2 separate regions of the Mus musculus genome follow, and region 1 is linked to region 2. The links are chromatin contacts, called in public Hi-C maps. All regions are on one chromosome and are shown on one strand. The core of a region is the stretch at or near the end of the contact, and the rest is flanking DNA. Distances in the headings are between cores, read along the strand shown.

What was found. A called contact is a pair of places that touch in the nucleus more often than the background predicts.
Region 1: a contact with region 2 is called in a Hi-C map of the G1E-ER4 cell line, with 3 times the contacts expected there. The contact joins the promoter of Cdkn2a here to the enhancer-like site in region 2. A contact is called at or near these places in 7 of 39 promoter capture datasets (the C10 cell line, the HPC-7 cell line, embryonic stem cells and 4 more), 3 of 15 datasets of contacts at CTCF or cohesin (CD8 T cells, large pre-B cells and pro-B cells), 14 of 484 Hi-C or Micro-C datasets (the AML12 cell line, the C10 cell line, the G1E-ER4 cell line and 9 more), 13 of 115 datasets of contacts at active chromatin or transcription factors (CD8 T cells, bone marrow-derived macrophages, embryonic fibroblasts and 5 more) and 5 of 9 other capture datasets (adipose tissue, bone marrow-derived macrophages, liver and 2 more).

What each region holds. Positions count from the first base shown.
Region 1 is chr4:89,278,937-89,285,078 of GRCm38.p6, forward strand. It overlaps Cdkn2a (cyclin dependent kinase inhibitor 2A), which reads right to left and starts at 3,256. Exons shown (of 3, transcript NM_001040654.1): 1 at 3,050-3,256. The coding sequence starts at 3,175.
Region 2 is chr4:89,160,416-89,166,372 of GRCm38.p6, forward strand. The region is part of intron 4 of Mtap (methylthioadenosine phosphorylase); the gene reads left to right. It also overlaps the pseudogene Gm12607. Among named protein-coding and RNA genes, the nearest start is that of Gm26490, 20 kb to the right of the region's middle. Within about 2 kb of position 2,261, at least 66 of the 459 cell types and tissues checked have an H3K27ac peak or open chromatin away from gene starts, as enhancers often do. A contact at or near this core is called in the G1E-ER4 cell line, centrocytes, colorectal tumor organoids and 3 more, where this site is marked.

The DNA.
Region 1 (6,142 bases), core at 2,006-4,505, 120 kb after region 2:
CATTACAAAAACACAGAACTATTTTGTTATGAGTAAGGGAAGCCAGTTCTGGGGGACCTCACACCTTTTGGCCTTGGGTGGACATCACGAATACATGTGCTGAAGATATACATTCAGGTAAAACACCTACACACAAGTCATAAACTAATAATAAAGAATAGTAAAGAGGACAACTATGTAAGTGGAAGCTCTGCTGCTCAACTGGAAGCTTGACTTGAGGCTGGAAGTCAAACTCCCAATACCAATGGGAGTGTTAAAGTCAGATCACCTGCTTGCAGTTTCAAAACATGAATAAAAGTCATATTGTAGTAACTGTCACATGACACTTTCCCCAAGTTGTTTTACTTACAATGGTAACTTTGAAAGGCTCTTTAGGGTATGCAAGATGGCTCTGCAGGTAACAAACAGGCTTTGCTGTCAAGTCTGACACTGTCCATTTTCCAGATTCATATGGTGAAAAGACGGAACTACATCCCATAAGTTGTCCTCTGACCTCCACACACAGCCCCCCCCCCAACTAAATAAATAAATCGGTACAATAAAAGAATTTATTTTAAGCTCTGTAAAGTTAACTGGACAATAAACTAGGCAAAATTTGCCTTAGAGAAAACAAGAAAACCCCCAATACCACTTTGTACAGAGAACCCACGGTTTTTGAACTAATTTTATCTAGGGCTAAGAATAAAGAAACTTTTGCTGATACTGGAATAAACTTGAGCATAGGTTTGGAATCTGCACTCAGACTATAGGAAGTTAAGGACAATGTTACACTAATGTAATTGATGCCCTGCTACCTGTGTCTCCTGTATGAATAATAACAACCACCCTGGCAACTTGCCTCAGGAACAAGTCTTGCTCCTAGTGCTACAATCTCAGGCACACTTCCTTCTCCTCAGGTCCCTGCTTCTGTTTACCCACCGCTTCAGCTGCCATCTCCTCCTCCTCTCCTGTTGAAAGTTTTAGCCTCAGGAGTCTTCTCAAGAACCGTATTAGCAACAACAGTCTTGCACACATTGCCAAAAAAACCAAACAAACAAAAAAAGAAACAAAAAACAATCCACATGGAAAGCCAAGAAGTTTGCCACTAGAACAAGCCTGAAGAGTGGACCTTGATAAACCTTCAGGAACTTCTGGCTTCTAAGAGGAAGATCTAATCACTTTGCGGTTCTGTGCTCTCTCAACTCCTCAAAAGTCCATCATCCCTCCCTCCCTCCCTTCTCCTCCCATGTGTTCCGTGTGTGTGTGTGTGTGTGTGTGTGTGTGTGTGTGTGTGTGTGTGTGTGTGTGTGGTAGAGGGGCTGGAGTGTCATCAGCTCATCCAACACGGTTTTGTTGGCCACAGATGGTTTTATAACTTCAGACATCTCTTATTCAGTGCTGATGGAGGCAGAGAAGAGAGGGAAGGCAGTGGACGTAGGCACTCAGAATTATGTGTGATTTCTAAGATGAATTTCTCTCTCTCTCATATATATATACACATATAAAATAATGAAGATAATATAATTGCACTAGTATTGCTGAATCATTCTCCGAAGAAAGTAAAACTAACTTAGGTTTCAGCAAAACTGTAAAGGAACTACAGAAAAGAGAAAGTAACAATACTGTGTGTTGAAGACCTCCATCTTGCTCATAAAATTGGTTTTAAAAATTGCTCACATCTGAAGAAAGCAATCACAAGTGGGGAGGGAGGGAGGGACCTGGGAGGGAAAGTAGAAGGGTTGGGGAGGGAGTTGGGGAGAATAAAAAAATAATAAAGGTAGAAGGGGAAACCCTGTGATAGGAAAAAAAATGCTCACATCTTTTATGGTATGGAAAAGTTGAAATAGCAAAAATAAAATGAATACTAAATCCTTTAAGAAAGTACCTTGGGTTTTTTTGTTTTGTTATTTTCTTTCTACTCTTCTTTTGTTAGGGGGGAGGTGTTTCTATACAGGGTTTTCTCTATGTCATCCCTGCTGACCTAGAACTGAAAAGATTAGTTTGCCTCTGTCTCTTGATTCTGGGATTAAAAAACAAACAAACAAACACCCCCAAAAAAACCAGCCTGGCTTATTTTTCCTCTTCTCTTCTCTTCTCTTCTCTTCTCTTCTCTTCTCTTCTCTTCTCTTCTCTTCTCTTCTCTTCTCTTCTCTTCTCTCTTCTAGGCTTATCTCCCCTCCCCTCCCCTCCCCTCTCTCCTCCTCCTCCTCCTCCTCCTCTTCCTCCTCTCCTCTCCTCTCCTCTCCTCTCCTCCCCCCCCCCCAGCATTTCTGCCTGAACATCAAATGGGTTATGGCTCTGAAACCAAACCAACTTCCTCCTTCCCCGTTAAAACTATCTACCCAACTTTCTTAACTTTTCTGTATTCAATGAATACGGTCCTCTCTTACATATTTTAGGACTCCAAAGGCAAACTTCTCAGCAACTGGTAACACTGCAAATGTTAAACTGCAAACTATAGACACGTTATTTTAAAAGGTTCACATTTATCTCGCACAACCACCCAACCTGTCTAGAATCAAAGAGGTTTCCACGCTTGACTTGCAAATGATCTCAAGGTCCCAAACTCGTTTGTTTATTTTTATTCTGTGATTTAAAGTGTGTAAAATATAGTCTATGTTGCAGTTTCAGAAGGCACCTTCCAGCCTTTTTAGTCAAGTTGAAACCGATGTTCTTTTTCTTCAGCTTATTATGCACAGGCTCTGGAATGCACATTTGTTTCACGGGAATTTTCTTTGTTAGAGTTAGAAAGGATAGTTACAGACATTTCTAGGGCCAGGACTCCTTTTAGGCTGAAACTTAGTAATCTGGTAAAAGCAAGACCAGAATTAATCAGCTGACAGTAGATGGGAGAAACAAGACTTCTCAAAAATAAGACACTGAAAACTCGATGCCAAAATGGTTTCACTATAACAAGTTAGTTTAATGGGTGGCTCCGGTGGGCAGCAGCAACAACAAAAACAAACAAACAAACAAAAATATCTGGGGTATGCATTTCAAATGGTAATTGAAATGTTATCTCTTCCTGAACAAAAGTTACCCGACTGCAGATGGGACACTCCTTGCCTACCTGAATCGGGGTACGACCGAAAGAGTTCGGGGCGTTGGGCGAAACCCCGGCTTCCAGCAGTGCCCGCACGTCATGCACACGGCCCTGGGCCGCCGCCCTGGCCAGTCTGTCTGCAGCGGACTCCATGCTGCTCCAGATGGCTCTCCTCGAGTTCGCTTTCCTCGCGGAGATTCAGTGCCCGCCCAATCGCCCAGTCGTGTGACCAGTGGGTCCCTCCTTCCTTCCTCTGAGGATGGTGTGGGGGGGGGGGGGAGCCACACTCTGCTCCTGACCTGGCTCCACAGCCCGCCATAGGTGGCGCTATTTGCCCTGAATATAGCATGAATTGAACACCCCTGAAAACACTGCTGTTCCCCCCACCTCCGGATGGGGGAGGGGAAAGGGATGGAGCCCGGACTACAGAAGAGATGCAGGGTTCAGGAGGAGAGCTGGGCGTTGAAACAGCGCTAAAGGATCGGACAGCCCCCGCCTGCTACCCACGCTAACACCCCTCCCCCATGCCTGGTCACCCTTTGACACGCTGGGCTCCTTCTGGACCCGCACAGCAAAGAAGTGCACACGTGTCTTCTGAGAAAGTGAACTAGTCCTTCTCGAAATCTCTCCTTCCTCCCCAGTGCAACACCCAGGTATTAGAAAAACGAAGGAGGGTAATTTTCATCACTACACTGAAACTTAAGGTATTTAACATCTTAGCAGAAAATTGTGTCATCTTTTATTCAGAAGAAAGAGCTACAACTTCGCCAAGCTGAGATCCCAACAACCCTAGCTCAAACAACTCATTTTGGAGGGTACCACGCCCAGTATGAAATCCGAATCTTTGCGAAGGATTTGCAGAAACATTTCTGATGTTGCTGTATCAGTGCTAGGATTCTGTACACAACTATAAAAAAGTGACGGGGTGAAGTCATCGGAGGGCAATCTGCTTATAAAGTATTTCTATTTTATGGGGCTGTTGTTTGTTTAAATGAGTTGGTGTGCTGCGCATAAACGTTGCACCGGTTTAAATTGTTCGTTAAAAACGTCTTTGCAATCTTGTGAGGCAGGAAGAAGAACACGCTTTGGGCAGAGTTACCAGTACTGGACAGAAGGGAGGATTTAAAAAGACAGTCCTCACCAGAAAGGCAATGGCCCTTTCTTCCACTCCTGGAACTCAGCATAAACTCAGAACTCTGTCTCCCTTCTGCCTCCTGGGTGCCAGGATTAAAGGCCTGGCATTATTTTCTGCAGATTTTGAATAATTTTCTCTCCCCATATTCTTTATATGGCCACAGCTATTTTTGACTTTGTATGTGTGTGGTGAGAATGTCAGTCATATCCTGTGGACACAAAACTACAGACAGACAGAGAACTGACCCCTCATTTACCAACTCCACGAATTCAAATGTGTGGGGGGGGGGGAGGGAGAGGGAGGGAGAGAGGAGGGGGAGAGGGAGGGAGGGGGAGGGAGAGAGAGACAGAGAGAGAGAGAGAGAGAGAGAGAGAGAGAGAGAGGAGACACACACACACACACACACACACACACACACACACAGAGACAGAGACAGACAGAGACAGAGAGAAAGAAAGGAGAGTCTCACCTTATATTATACCCCAGGTTGGCCCTGCTTCTGTCTCTTTAACTGCTGGGATTAGAAGCTGCTACCAAGCAAGCTGAGTTTAGTTTAAATAAACTATGTAAATTTTCTGAGGCTTTGTTCTCTCTCCTCAGGTTTAAGTAAATTATGTAAACTTCTTGAGGTCTGTAAGGAAAATAAAATTCACCTAGAAAAGGCCATTTTGGAGAGTAATGAATATTCTGTGAAAATCCAGGTATATAGCGGGTTTTCAATAAATAAAAATTATTTTGGAACACATACATGTTCTCTCATGTTAGTGATAGAGAATATTAAAAGTCAATTTTCTCTTTGCCCTAACTCATAACTGTGTATTCCTGCAGAAGTTATAAGAATCAATAAGTAATCTCCCTTCTACTAGTTGCGATTAATTTTCTTTTTGAGGATTCAACCCTCTAAAAGCATCACTGTGGTCGCAAAAGTTCCTGTGTTCTAACAAAATAACTTTCAGAAAAAACCTAGTCATTAGATTAAGGGAAGTGACTCTGGGGTGGGTCGCTGTGTCCAGTGTTTCCTCTGCTCTGTAGCCTACCACTTTTTCTTTGACTGTATTTCAAGAGAAAATTCGTATTCCAGGATGGCCCTGGGAAAATTAGGTTAAACAGGGGAACGGAGAGTTTATCCCTGATACTGGTTTATGTCTACCCCTTTATAAAGTCCCTTATGGAGTCGATTTTCCTTTAAAAATAAGTGTTGCCCTCTGATTGTTAACTGGAAGGAAAAATGGTGTATTGTGCATTTGTGTGTCTGGAACCTCAATTCTGAATAACTTCTTCAAAGGAGTTATAAGTTACCATAAATGACTCAAATGTCACATTCAAGACATTGTGAGGGGTTTGAAAATGACTTTAACACCACACACACACACACACACACACACACACACACACACACTTTTAAAACAATATTTAAAAACTGCTTTGAGTAAATTGCAGGGCTTTCCGTAGAAATCACTATACTAGGTCATTGAAATTGTTTGAGATCAAAGATAGATTAATAACAATACTTTTTGGTTTTAAAAACTACACTGATTTCCTACTACAGAAAAATACAGATATTATTATCCAGGTAGTACATGCTTTCATACAGGGGATCTATGCAGATGTAGCTATAAAAGCAGTGACTTTACACTAATTTTCATAGGGCATCTATGTCAGATTTGGCTAGGGAGTTGGTTGTTAGATGTATCCTACTTGGATGTTTGCAGGGTGTCTGACATCCTCTACCTACTTCTATATGTCATTATATAAATACCGCAAACTGCTGCCTTGGGCTTACAGCTAAAAAATAAAATAAATAAATAAATAAAATGGAATCAGAGAAATCCCTGCTGCTCCAAAACCACAACAGCTAGGAAGGAAAAGGAAATGATCCCAGGAAGTCAAAGGAAATGATCCCAGGAAGTCAAAGGAAATGATCCCAGGAAGGAAAAGGAAATGATCCCAGGAAGGAAAAGGAAATGATCCCAGGAAGGAAAAGG
Region 2 (5,957 bases), core at 1,011-3,510:
TGTATCCAGTTCCCTCCAAGCCATCAAAGATATTTGATTATATTGGCCTTCCTTACAGCATGGAGTCATGTTTTTCCACTAATGACCTCCCATGGTTTCTGTTGTAATTTTGCTTGCCAGACCCCTTCTTGTGTGGCCATCCTGGCGCTGGTAGTCTTGTGTTTAACGTCTGATTCTGAGCCCACCCAGCTTCTCGTCTGTGTTCTGTTCGATTCGGAATTTTGAGGGAGTCGATCAAGAACACCAGAGGCTTTGTGTACAATATTGGTAGCCTGTCTTGTGGAGTGTCACATCCAGCCAGTGCCACCAGGCCAGTGGTCGTCTTCAGCATACCCACCATTTTTCCTAGTGCTCATTAACAGTCCCTTTGAAAGGATAAGGAAGTGGACATTTCCTTGGGCCAAGAGAATCTTGTTAGGCATTTCTATTTTCGAAGGACCTTATAGGGCATCCAAGATTTATAATTTGAGGTCTGTCTCCCATACTACATGTCTTCATGTGTCGCACTGTGCCCTGCCCGGGCACCACTGTCACACTGCTTGAGGAAGGCAGAATGAAGTCTGGAACTGGGGTCTGCTGCCTGCGTCTTCCTTCACCAGACCAGAAGGGGAAACAGCAGAGTCTGGGACAAATTCTATAGTTCTTTGTCTCCTCTCTGGGTTCCACTGAGAGTCAGGAACGGGGGCCAGCACTCTACCTTTCTCCTCTGGGTCTCTTGAGAGCCAAGCAGAGAGGGGAGACAGAGCTCTGGATGAGTGGACCTGTCCGATGAGGAGCGAGAGCCAAGTGGACCAGAAGGACTGGAGGGGAGATAGCCTTCCTCAGGGGTCTTTTAGTTGTAGGCCTTCCCCACAATGATCCTTAGTGAAGCAGCTCTCTGAGATGGACCTTGCTTGTTCTTGCTGATTTATTTGATGGTAGATGTAAGTGAATACACTTTATTTGGGCTGAGTCAGGGGTTCTCTATCTTTTGTGGAAAAGGAGTACCCAGGAAGGGAAGACAACATTATTGGCTGAAGACTCGGGGCTATCTGGATTCCTCACTAGCATGGAGAACTCCAGATGTTATGCCCAAGGTCCTCAGTTAGGTGTCCTGGTTACCTGTTCTAGAACAAGGAGCAGCTGTACCCTACTGGTCTCAGGTCTCTGAGGTCCTCCAGATCTGAGCTCAATCAACCTTGCCTTTTTTTTTTTTTTTTTTGGGGGGGGGGGGGGGTGTTGGTTTGGGTTTTTTTTTTTTTTTTTTTTTTTTTTTTTTTATCTGCATTTATTTTATGTTGAATTTATTCCCATGCCATGAGATTTTGTTTCTTCAGTTTTTTCTGGGATATCTCTTTCTTCTATACAACCTCCTCTTCGGGCTTTGGAACGATCTGTTCCTTCACAATGAGGATCATCTCAGTGTGGCTAGGGAGCTCATGTATGGGTTAATCGAGCCATGAGCTCTGCTCTATAGGTTCGTCGGTGTGTCTTAAGTTCCTTGTTCACCTGGATATGTTGAATAACTAGACAATCTACATCGAAACCGGAAGTTCAGCATTACTTTATGCATTTTAAAGCATGTGCAGCAAAAATTTAGCACTCTTTCCAGAATGGCACACATTGCTTCTTTAAAGTGACATCCTTCAGCCTCTTGGTGGCTTTGCCGCTATGAGGCTATGCATACCCTTGCTGTCCTGGGCAATTTCTCAGATGTTCTTAAACTGAATGAAGGTTTGAAACTCTAGATTTGCATGATTTTGTCGGATGTTCTGCGGCAAGAGAGTAGCAAACCATCTTCACAGGTCACGCCTGGCCGCTTACAGGAAAAGGCCTTGCCAGTTCCTTATAACTGGTAGCACGGTCCTATGTACTGTACATTCCTGTGGGTAGGGACATTTCTCTTTCATCCTGCCACCTGTGGGGGTGGGCAGCTGACACAGAGGAGTCGATGTAACTTCCCTCCTGACTCTGGCTTTGCTATGTGGATAAAGAGAGCTTAGCTGTTCTCAGGGCTCCAGTTGGACTTTTAGATGGTGAATTTTTTACATGCTTTGATCCCAGCATCTTCTGATCTTCAGTGTCACTTTGCCACTTATAGATAAAGCAGCAAGTGTATGGACCCCCAGCTGCTTGCTAAGGGGTCTACAGTTACTTCCTCACCAAATGCTAACAGTTCTTTTTACAAATATCTTTGATTATGCAGTGGCCTCTCAACCGCACAGGATCTATGATGAGGTGCCTCATGAAGTCAGAGACGAGAGATAGATGCCTCCTCCCTGCTGTGGTTTGGCACGGGCCTTGTGTAAACAGGCCAGATTCTAAGAAGAGCCTTGGCCGAGTTTAGAAGCATAGTTGTTTGGATTGCTTAGCCTTTCTCTTGTTACTTATCAGCTTTGTAGCTTATACTTACTTCTTAAAGGTTCGTTGTAGAGTGTTGCATAGGGGGCCTTCTCCTGGGGGACTCTGCTGGCTTCTCCCCAATGTTGACACACTCTATTGTCTCTTCCTGAATTTCTGGGCACACCTGGTCCCTCCATTTAACACCATGACCAAAAGGCAGGTTGTGGAGGAAAAGGTTTATTTAGATTACACATTTAGATAATAATTCATCTTTGGAGGAGATTGGGACAAGAATTCAAGCAGGGCTGGAACTTGGAGGCAGAAGCTGATGCAGGGTCACGGAGGGGCGCTGCTTACTTCCTTGCTCTTCATGGCTTGCTCAGCCTGCTTTCTTTTAGAACCCAGGATCACCACCAGCCCACCTACCGTGGACTGGGCCTTCCCCACGATTAGTGAGGGGAAAAATTGAGAAATTGCTTTGCAGCTGGACCTCATGGATGCATTTTCTCAACTGAGGCACTGATGAATCTAACTTGGGTCAAGTTGACACACAAAACCCACCAGTACAGATACTATTTTAGATCCTGTTGTTTGGGTAGAGGAAATGTAATACAGCCATCCCATTCGAGAGGCTGAGGTCCCAGGGGCAGGGACTTCCGGCAATGTCTTCATGTATCCTTTCTTCCTGTGCCATCAATATCTGCTGCATCACTGAAGTCATTGATTGGACAGGAAGGAAGGATATATGTAGAAATTGTGGGTGTGAGTCTTTATTTTAAACTTAAAACAAAATTCATAGAGACAGAGTAACTTCTGTGACTCAAAATACCAGGTCAAGCAATGCCTGCCCTTCAGTATCCTTACCTGTTAATGTAAGAGTTCTGCGGGTATTGGGTTCTGATATGTTCCTTCTCAAGCTTTTTGGTTGGTTGGTTGTTTTTTTTTTTTTTTTCCCAGCTTGTCCTCTTGCAGGAAGAATAGGAGAGGCCTGGGTTTGCTCTCGCTCTGACTCATCAGGAAAGTCCCGCACTAAATACATGGGCTGATATGATAGATGATGCCTATGTATTTCACCCTCCTCCTCCTAGAGACACAGCCCTACCTTGGGCTTCCCCGGTGATGTCATCGTTGAAGGCTGAGGTCTTGTAGGGGTGTGCTCTGGTGTCCACACAGGTCTTCTTTCATCTTGAGTGTGTCCACTAGAGTCTAACGGTTAGAAACGGACTCCTGAGCGAGATGACTTGCACCTGGGACCTCACCCCTGAGGAGTGCACAGTAGGGCCATTGTTTGAGGGTAGTTCTGGATACCCAGATTACATAATGACAGCACCCTGTCTAAAACAGGAAGGGAAGGCACGGAGACCCATGATGCAGAGTTTCCCAGGGGCCTTTGCTCCGTCCCACCCCTCTGAGAGGCAAGTGTGGACAGGACAGGACCATCCTGTTTCTCTGGCTTCTTGTGTGTGTCCTCACTCTGCTGAGAAAGTCATCTTCAATGTTATAAAGAAGCAGATACTACTGGGCATACACTCACTGCATGCCTCTGCCCTCCCTTCCATCTATAACTTGTGTCCGAGTTTTCCTTTTGTATCTAGCAAAGTCAACAACCCCCAAGAAGTAGTTTGTCCTTGGAGTCTGCTCTGGAATCTAGTTTCGTTAGAGCTCTTCACAGTCTCACCACATTCCTGTTGTAACAACTGAGCTGTGGAGCTGAGTGCCATGGTCAGTTAATGGCAGGCACTCCGTGATCATCCTCTGATTGATGCTTGAGAAGACCTAGGGACAGAGATGCTGCTACATACTAGCAAGTGGACCCAAACTCAGGTGATTCGAGCCTGTCCCCTCAGCTCCCGCTCTCCCGCCCCAGTGAGATGGCTCAGATTTTGTAACTGTCTTCTGGCACTTACTCGTTTGTAACACTGCCACACCCTCAGTGAGCCTGGCTGGAGCCACCTGTCCCTCTTCTGTCTCTGAGTCTCCATCACAACATCTTGTTCCGTGTGCATGCTCAAGCCTACCTTCTCTCCCTGCAAGCATTCTGGACAGTTCTCCCCCTTTCCACCTGACAGCCCCTTTAGCTGCTTTCTATAGCTTCCTGTAAATAAGACATGAACTGGCCACAAGTGATGTCTAGGGGGCTGTCCTCTGGGCTTTGGAAAGCAGAAGTTAAACTGGCAGAAATGATGTTCTGATTAGCTATTCTCATAGACTGACTCAGCCCTTCCTATAACTTGGTGTAAATTGTTCCAACTTGTGGATACGTGCTTTGTTAACTCTTGCCACTTTTCTAGGAATGGTTTCTGTTTTGAGGTTTTTTTGGGGAGGTTGGTTTTTTTTGAGACAGGGTTTCTCTGTGTAGCCCGCTGGCCTTGAACTCAGAAATCCACCTGCCTCTGCCTCCTGAGTGCTGGGATTAAAGGCGTGCACCACCACGCCCAGCTCTAGGAATGGTTTCTCACATAAGTTCATATTTAGAAAGCCCCGAAACTTTGCTTGTTTCTCTTTTTCCAAGTGAATGTGAGTGATTATGATGCAATAGACAGGAAGACAAGTTAGCTGTGAATAATTCAGGAGTGAAAGAAAATGTCACATTCCACTCTTAGGAACTGGCAATTTCTTAAATATAACTATTGCTGTTCAAAGTGGACATTTTTAAAAAGGTCATCTGACCCACTAGTGGAATTTAAAATGCTAAAGCTTTTCTAGCCAACTTTTTTCCATTTACAGTTTACAATCCTAAGCATAAAAGCACACAGTGGTACTTTTTCCTGCATATAGTATATCTATGTGTGGCTATTGTTTCCCCGGTAAACAGATAAAACCACTTACATCAACCTGGAACAAGTTGGAACACTTGGGAACCAATAACAGCATTAGTAAATGTTACTGTCCCTTTTTACACACAGACAGACTGAGATTCTAGGACTGTCTCTTTCAGAGTCTTGAGCAAAGGCTTCATTGATGCAGTGTTGAAATCCTAACCCTTAAGGGAACGAGGTCAGATTTGTTCCTGCAACTCCCATCAGAGTTAAGATTTCTGTGATTGTCATTTTTGTATTGTTTTTTTTTTTCTTTTTTGAAGATTTTTTTTAAAAGAATCATTTATTGTATTTTATGGATATGAACTTTGCCTGTGTGTATGTGTGTGCACTGCATCTGTGCGGTCAGAAAAATGTGTTAAATCTCTTGGAACTAGAGTTGTAGATGGTTATGAGCTACCATGTGATGCTAGGAACCAAACTCAGGTCTTCTGTAACCAACAAGTACTTTAAACACTCCCAAGAATCATGTTTGTTCTTATGTTGCCTAGTGTACTGTTAGCAAGATCTCATTAGCAGACTATAAGGAGGAATAACGAAGCCTCTTCATTGAACAGTCTCATCACTGAGGTTTAAACATCCATTAGGTTCGTTCATTTGTTCGTTCGTTCGTTTGTTCTTTTTTTCTGTGTTGTTGTTGTTGTTGTTACAGTTGTTAAACAATTGGGAATACTCCTGAGATTGAAATGATCCTAATGAATGGAAGAATCTTCCCCAGAAACCATCCTTGTGAGCAAAGCCATGTCACCTTGCAGGCACTTATGCCAGGGCTTGCTAGAGACAGAGGCCGCATTTGGAACCTACCTCAGAAGTTGT